Regions from separate parts of the Mus musculus genome. Here region 1 is linked to region 2. Evidence: chromatin contacts called from public Micro-C data. All regions are on one chromosome and are shown on one strand. The core of a region is the stretch at or near the end of the contact, and the rest is flanking DNA. Distances in the headings are between cores, read along the strand shown.

The links. Hi-C and Micro-C count contacts between places; a contact is called where the count stands out from the background.
Region 1: a contact with region 2 is called in a Micro-C map of granulosa cells, with 2.5 times the contacts expected there. The contact joins two enhancer-like sites. A contact is called at or near these places in 6 of 484 Hi-C or Micro-C datasets (cortical neurons, embryonic fibroblasts, granulosa cells and 1 more) and 1 of 115 datasets of contacts at active chromatin or transcription factors (differentiating embryonic stem cells).

Annotation. Positions count from the first base shown.
Region 1 is chr1:79,639,975-79,643,810 of GRCm38.p6, reverse strand. The region is part of intron 1 of Ap1s3 (adaptor-related protein complex AP-1, sigma 3); the gene reads left to right. Among named protein-coding and RNA genes, the nearest start is that of Ap1s3, 30 kb to the left of the region's middle. Within about 2 kb of position 2,155, at least 27 of the 459 cell types and tissues checked have an H3K27ac peak or open chromatin away from gene starts, as enhancers often do. A contact at or near this core is called in granulosa cells, where this site is marked.
Region 2 is chr1:79,188,848-79,192,828 of GRCm38.p6, reverse strand. All of the region lies in intron 1 of Gm29536 (predicted gene 29536), which reads left to right. Among named protein-coding and RNA genes, the nearest start is that of Gm29536, 34 kb to the left of the region's middle. Within about 2 kb of position 1,533, at least 10 of the 459 cell types and tissues checked have an H3K27ac peak or open chromatin away from gene starts, as enhancers often do. A contact at or near this core is called in granulosa cells, where this site is marked.

The sequences.
Region 1 (3,836 bases), core at 906-3,405, 450 kb before region 2:
TCTTCTCCAAGTCCAAGCTCCTCTTCTTGTTTGTGTGAGAAGAAATAAGGGCAGTATTAGATCTAGCCAATTGTAGATGACCTCACACACTTTTTTCTGCTAGCAAAAAGTTGGTTGTTCAAGAGATTTTAGGTGGCGTGTCCCCGCCCGTCTCTTTGACTCTTCTGAGGTATGCAGTAATTGTGATGTGGGTGATCAGGACCAATGTCACTGTGTCTTCAGTTCTGTTTATCTCTATGATCTCTAAGAAGCCCTTTGAGGTCTCTGGTCCTCCCTTGCTTGCTTCCATAATCAACCTAGTAATCTCTGGTATCGGGTAGATTGAGGCTTGAGAGCTGTCTCCATCTTATAAAGATTGACTTTATCAAACATTGACATTAAAAATGGACAAGACTTGGTGCCAGTGCATGTATTTTTTGCTCATGCCTCAGGAATCAATGTAGAGCTGCTTAGAAAATGGGTTCTGGTTTTAAAGGCTGTCTTCAGAGTCTTAGAGTTATAGGCAGTTAATTGAAATAACATCAACATACTCAACTTTGATAGTTCCAGGTTTCTTTTTAATTGAGTTGAGTAATAACACCCACATCTTTCAATTTGAGTCATATTAATTAAATAAGATACTACATGTGAAATGCTTAACATAGTGTCTGGTATATACTCCAGACATGTCAGTCATTAAATACCATATGACCATAGAGACTATATGTAGGTCTCAAGACCAGAGACCTACATAAGACACGACTGTAATTATTTGCATATGTAAGAGGTGAAGAATAGTAATAGTTGAAGAGTAGTTAGCAAGAAACATTGGTCTAGTTCATTGAGCGCAAAGAGCCCTTGGCTCTGAGTACACAGATCTTTCTAACTTTATTGCTTATTGCTGAGCCATCTAGGTTATGGTCCTAAGTTCTCTGGCTCTTAACTTCTCTACTTTTCTAGCATATATTCCTTTCAGTTCCCTTTTTTGTCTTACTTCATTAGTTAGGCATTCTACCTAATGCAATCAATAGAGAAAAGTAGTGGTGATAGAGGCCATTCTTGCCATGGATCCATATCAAGAGCCACTGGCTAGTTTATGACCGTAGTATAATGTTAGCTGTTGGTTTTTCTGTACTGGGTCTTTATTAGATTAAAAACATAGCCTCCTATTCTTAATGTGCTGAGCATTCCTATGTGTGGGTGCTGGATTTTTGCAGTGAATTTACTGTGTCTGTTGATATGATAGTGTTTTTTTTTTTTTTAATTCTGTAGGGTATTCGTGTGATGGATGAATTGATTAAAAATTGTTAAGCCAAACTTGTGTCCTTGGACTAAATCTAGCTTATTCATGGGCTATAATCCCACTTGTAGTAGATTTGATTTGCTCATATTTTGTTGATTATCTTTATACTCATGTTCATGGAGAACTTCTAAAGTTTTAAGGTACAATGGTTTGTAGGTGTTTTAGTTTTGCCTGATAAATGTTCTTTTCATTTTATGAGTCTAGAAAATGGTTATTCCATTAAAAAATATGTCAGTCTGGTAGATAATAAATATTTGCTAAGTTGAATGAAGTCTGTTGATTTGTTGATTTTATTCCAGGAATGAGGTTGATTTGTTTTTATGATGTTGACTTATAACAAATTAGAAAATAATGATATATATATATATATATATATTAGTTTTTTGTTCTTGTTGTTTTGTTTTTGTTTGTTTGTTTGTTGGTTTTGTTTTTGGAGACAGGGTTTCTCTTCGTAGCCTTGGCTGTCCTGGAACTAACTTACTCTGTAGGACCAGGCTGGCCTCGAATTCTGAAATCTGCCTACCTGTGACTCCCAAGTGCTAGGATTAAAGGCGTGTGCCACCACTGCCCGGTTTAATTTTTTTTTTTTTTTTTATCGAGACAGTTTTTCTGTTTAACCCTCTGTCTGTCTTAGAATTTGCTCTGTAGACCAGGCTGTAGAACTTGAGATCCACTTAGCTCTGCTTCCTGAGTTCTACTGGATCTACCAGTGCTCAGCGATAATTTTTAAAACAGAAAAAAAGAAAGTTGTAGAATTCAAAGTGAGAGGCAGAGTTTGATTAGTCTGCTGGCCTGCTATAGCCAAGAAGCGTGAGCCAGATGACATCAGCAACAGACGTACCGACTCACACGCTGCAAGAAGATAAGGAATGGGCAGTCAGGGCTGGCTCCTTCTGGGAACTCAGATGAACCATGCTGTGCTCTTGGCCCAGGCCTTTATGGTTTGCCAGCAGCCTTCAGTATTGCCACAATCTCTGCCTTTATCTTCACATGACAGTGTGCAAGTAGCTGGGCCCAAAATGGTCGAATTTATGAGTCCACCAGTCTGGTGATACTAGGTGGTGGTAGTCCACACTCTTATCAGTTTGGCTTCATTTTAACTGACTTTTCCTAGCAGCAAATCTGTCTCTATAGAAGATAAAATTCTGAGGTTCTTCAGTTTAGAACGTCAACATGTGAATGCTTGGCTGACATAATTCCATCCACTCAGGTTTCTTGTCCTGTCTCTTGGTATGACGACTCCCTTCCTTCCTTCCTCCCTTCCTTCCTTCCTCCCTCCCTCCCTCCCTCCCTCCCTCCCTCCCTCCCTCCCTCCCTCCCTCCCTCCCCCCCCCTTTCTTGTTTTCTTTCCTTGGTGGCTGATGGTTCTTACTTTATTAACACTGTATAGCTCTACTGTAATAAAAAGATTTTTAAAAATTTATTTATTTTATGCATATGGGTAACTGTAAGTGTCTTCAGAAACACCAGAAAGGGCCATCAAATTCTATTACAAATGGTTGTGAGCCACCATGTGGTTGCTGGGAACTGAACTCAAGGCCTCTGGAAGAGCAGTCAGTGGCTCTTAACCACTGATCCATCTCTCCAGCCCCAGTAAAAAGAATTGTTATTGTTGTTTTTGAGACAGGGTCTTATAGAGCTGACCTTGAATTCCTGCTTCCACATCTGAAGTATTAGGATCATAGGTGTCTGCACTGTGCTTGGCTGTCTGTCTGTCTGTCTCTCTGTCTATCTATCTAACACCTATCTTCTCTATCTTGTGTGTGTGTGTGTGTGTGTGTGTTTGTGTGTGTGTGTGTGTGTGTGTGATTTTGAAGCTACTCAATGGAGAAAAAGCCTACCTATCCTAACTTTCTTTTTTTTCATTGTTCCTCCCTTTCAATAAATGTTATTGTGCCATATAGGTGGATGATTAACACTCTTATGATAAATTTTTTTTTGTGAAGAGAACTTTAAAGTTTTACACAAATGACCATAAGGCTATTCTTGGTGGCCACCCTTTTGATTTGCCTATTACTCATAGCTGACACACACCCAACACATATGAATGACCTCTGTGTCATCCCCCCTCCCGCCCACCATGCCTCTTTTTTCTATTTTCAGTCTTTTGTCCTCCTTAAGCTTAATTTGCCTCCTTTACTGACCATTTCTCATGTTCTCAGCATCCAGCTCTGCCACCAGATGGTGTGCAAGGACTGCGAAAGCTCGACACACGCCAGCCAGTGTGATTGCCTTTCTACATCTTCAAGACAAAGGCTGGCGAGAAGAGGCAAAAAATGAGATTCCGAGATTCAGTATATTCGTGTACTTTTTTCTTCTTTTTATATTGAAACAGAACCTTGGTTTACAATCTTGAGGAAATAAACTACAAGGTTTGTTGAATAAATATTAACTGGAGAACTGGGTCCCAGAATTGACTCAACAATAATATTAAGTTGAGAGGTAGAAGCAAGATTCTTGAGCCCGGAGAAGCACATCTTCAAATAAGCAACTTTAAAATCCCAAAAGCAAAATCTTTGGATCCGAATGAAGCTATATTTCAGTGAGAACCTTC
Region 2 (3,981 bases), core at 284-2,783:
CTTTTTAAAAACTATTTTATAACCTTCTAGTTTCTTCTAATTAGGCTTCTAATTTTATTTTTTTAATCCCAAACATTGAAAGTCCAGTACTTGTCTTAGGCCCCCTAATTTTTACTGTCTCTAATTTTAATTTTCTATCTTTTTGGCATTTAAGTTTTTACTTATTCTCAATAATTTAAAGTGTTGATCCTCCGTTACTTATTAATACTTAAAAGTACAATGACACTTCACTCTTGGATATTTTTCCATAAATATTTTTATTTTCCTTTATAACTTGAATACTTTGACACATTGTTATCATTTTAATTATATATATATATTAGTCCTACTTTAAATTTCAGTTTATCCTTTGGCAAATAAAATGTATTGACAGAGTAAAAATAGTCTAGTAAGCCTATCATGTTCCTAGTAAAAGCTAGGAGACACCTCCACTGTGACTAGACTTCCTCTCCCATCTGTAGATTTCCCATTTGGTTTGACATTTGTTCTATAACACACCTTTTTCTCTAGTGACTTTGAGCACTTAGCTATTTTGTAAAGTTGTCATTCTGTCAACCTGACATTTCCACAAAATATTAGGCAGTACTTTCCTAGATGTCATACATTAACTCATCTTTACATGAGATGGTACATTTTGAAACCTATGGTCTCAACATCTACCACTAGTAAATTTTAGGGAGGGCATGCTGTCTAACAGTAAGGGGAGACAAATAGCAGTTTGATTTTGTGCTACTAAGGATCTTTAGCCATGTCGCCATCCTGGCCCTGGATCTCACTAAGATCCCTGTTGATAAATTTCTTAATATAAGAATATTAAGTCTCTTGTCCATTTTTTGAGTTTTAGCCACCCTATAGTGACCAGAAATGCTGGTCAGAAGTTGTTAGCCAACAAAGTCTGGTTGTAGTTTGACACAGTGGGACTTGTGAAAGGATTGACTCCAGTTTGGAGCAGATTGCCACAGGCCAAAGAGAAGAAATAGCCTTCCTATTCCTTCCTATAACCTTCCTATAGCCTCTGGCTCTGGGTCTTTGTTACACTTGGAAATATCTTGTGACTTCAGAAGGTAGAAAGATATATCTCTATTCTTTGTGTTTCATCCAAAGGTGGGATTTAGCACACATAAAAGTCTAAGTAGATTTAGCCGTTTCTCTGGATTTAAGTTTTTCTATCACAAGTTGTAAAACTCCTACTACTAATTCTGCAGAGCTATAGTTCAAGAACTGTATTAAGGCAGAGAGCAATTGGTCTAGACACCAAATATAGTTTTAAAATACTTGAAATCTTTCACTTACATTTCATAGAAACTATACAGAAAAAGCAAAATATATGCTTATCCACAATCTTACTTTTCTAATGTACCTAACAGTAATGGATTAACTCTCTAATTTCTGCAGAAACTTCATTATTAACTTCGCTCCACTGATTCATTTCCCCTGACTCCTTGCCTCATCTCCTTAATACATAGAGAGACACAGCCTCCTTTTAAGGAAATGTTGACATTGAACCAACAATCATGATTACTTTTTGTCGGGATGAAGCGGAAGCAGTGGTTGGGAGAAGCTTCATACACTCAAATGTGAGTCATGTCTCCATAGCTACAGCTGTTTAATGTCCTTGTAATTGGGGAAACATTTGTTTGTTCAACCATTATGTTTATGGAATCTTTGTTCCCTCACTTGGTGTCATTTACTTCTTTAGTACAATATGTATTGTTGTTATTTCCCTTTTCAAATAAGGACATGGGGCTTAGAGGCAACAATTTACACAAGTTTATCAGTCAGAGGTAGCAGAGGAGATATTAAGTCCTTAGGAGTCTGACTCATAGCCAATATTCTTAACAACCTTTGTTGAACAGAATGTCAATTTAAATCCTTGACACTCTAGGAAGTTGGGTTCTGGTTCCTAAACTAAAACCTATACCTTCTAAATCTAATTTATTTGCTGTCTTCTTCAACATTTCTTATGGACATTTTGGTATTTTTGTAGGGATTCAAGAACAGTTCAATGACTTTAATTTTCCAAACTGGACTTAGCATCCATGTACACAAGACAATTACAGGTCTTCAAAAGACAAAGAAGCAGAGGGGGCTGCTCTTTCTTTAGTCTATAGTAAAAGCTGAGTGACACATCAGTGGTTGCCATAGAGACTCAGTTGAATGACATGTTTATAGTTGCCATGAAGACTCAGCACATATCTTCCTTGTGAAATAGTTTTTTGGTCTTATCCTAAAATAAACATGACATTATCTCCTTTCCCCCACTTTGACCTCCACTGCTTAATTTCTCAAAGATTAGGACATTTTGGGAGTTCTTAACAGCCTCCTTCCCCAATATCAACAGATCTTCTTGGCAATGATGAAACCAAATTACAATGCTACCAGTTCTTTTGTGATAGGCTACACAGGCAGACCCCTCTCAGGTTATTAGCTGCCAACATATTTAAAGTTAGCATCAAAGGGCAGGAGGTGAAAATTACAGGAAGCAGACTTGAAAGTTCTGGAGATTCTGTTCATTGAAGTGAGAACTTATAGTTCTGGGTATGACTAAGCTGAGAATAACATTGAGCTGCAACAATTTGTTATTTCCATCATTTCTGTTTTCTTACAAGAGAAACTGTAAAAATGATCAAACTTATAACAAGCACTGAGTAGGCATCATGTCTATGACTAAAGTTTGATCACAGCATCTCTGGAAAGGTATCATGTGTTAAAATCATCTCCAAAAAGCTGAATCACAGGGCCTGGCAGATGTTAAAAAAATAAAAAATTAACTTGAAGTAACTGTATTCTGTATACCTGCTTTCCTATGCATGGACCACTTATCTAGAGCAGAGTTGCTCAGAGGTGGTCCAATGCATGTCTACCTTCTTGTTTTCAAAACAGATTCTTGGCTGGTGATCTACTTTCTCCCATTCAGAATCTCCAGGAATAGAGCTTGGAAAATGTACATTTTTAACAAACTCCTTAAATGATTATTTTAAACACTAAAATTTGAGAAACTTTTAAAGGGAAGAGTAATAACAGTGTAATTGAAAATACCTCAGTGAGTATTATTGAATGTAATAAGAAAAAAAAAAAAAAACAGGACAGTGCTAGAGGAAATGTCTGCAAAGGAGACCTTGAAGGAATTATCTCATCTCTTAAAGATTCTGCTTAATGTCAGATAGGTACATCTTGACACTGAGAGAAAGTGATTACTTTTTGAAACCTTGAATCCCTGATCTTAGAGTGAGCAACTGTTGATGTTTATCTTGCTTTGCTTTTTGTTGCTATGGTGAACATCACAGTCAAAGTAATATGAGTAGCAAAGGGTTTATTTCAGTTTACAATTCCAGGTAATGATCCATCAAGGGAACTTGAGTCAGGAAACTAGGAACCTAGATCTGGAACTCTGGAGGAATCCTGCTTACTGGATTACTCTCTGGCTCATGTTTAACTAGCATTCTAATACAACCCAAATCCATTTGCCTAAGGACTGTGCCACCCAAAGTAGGCTGGGCCCTCACTTATCAATCACTATTCAAGACAGTTTCTCATAGACATGGCCTCAGGCAATCTGATCTAGGTAATTCTTTAACTGAGGTTCCCTCTTTGTAGTTAATACTATGTTGTACTAAGGTGACAACAAAATCCAACAAGGACAATATTTAACTTAGCCACTGTTGTACTGTTGTGAAGAGACACTGTGATCAAGGCAACTCTTAGAAAAGAAAGCATTAAGTCAGAGCTTGTTTACAGTTTCAGAGGCATGGAGTTTCATTATCAGTTACAGTCAGAGAGAGAGAGAGAGAGAGAGAGAGAGAGAGAGAGAGAGAGAGAGAGAGAGAGAGAGAGAAAGCCTTGAACTTTTGAAACCTCAAAGTTAACCCCCAGTGACACATCTCCTCCAACAAGGCCTCCAATCCTTCTAATTCTTCTCAAATAGTGTCATCCCTTGATGACTAAGTACTCAAATACAAAGGGTAGGGGGTGGAGGGCTGG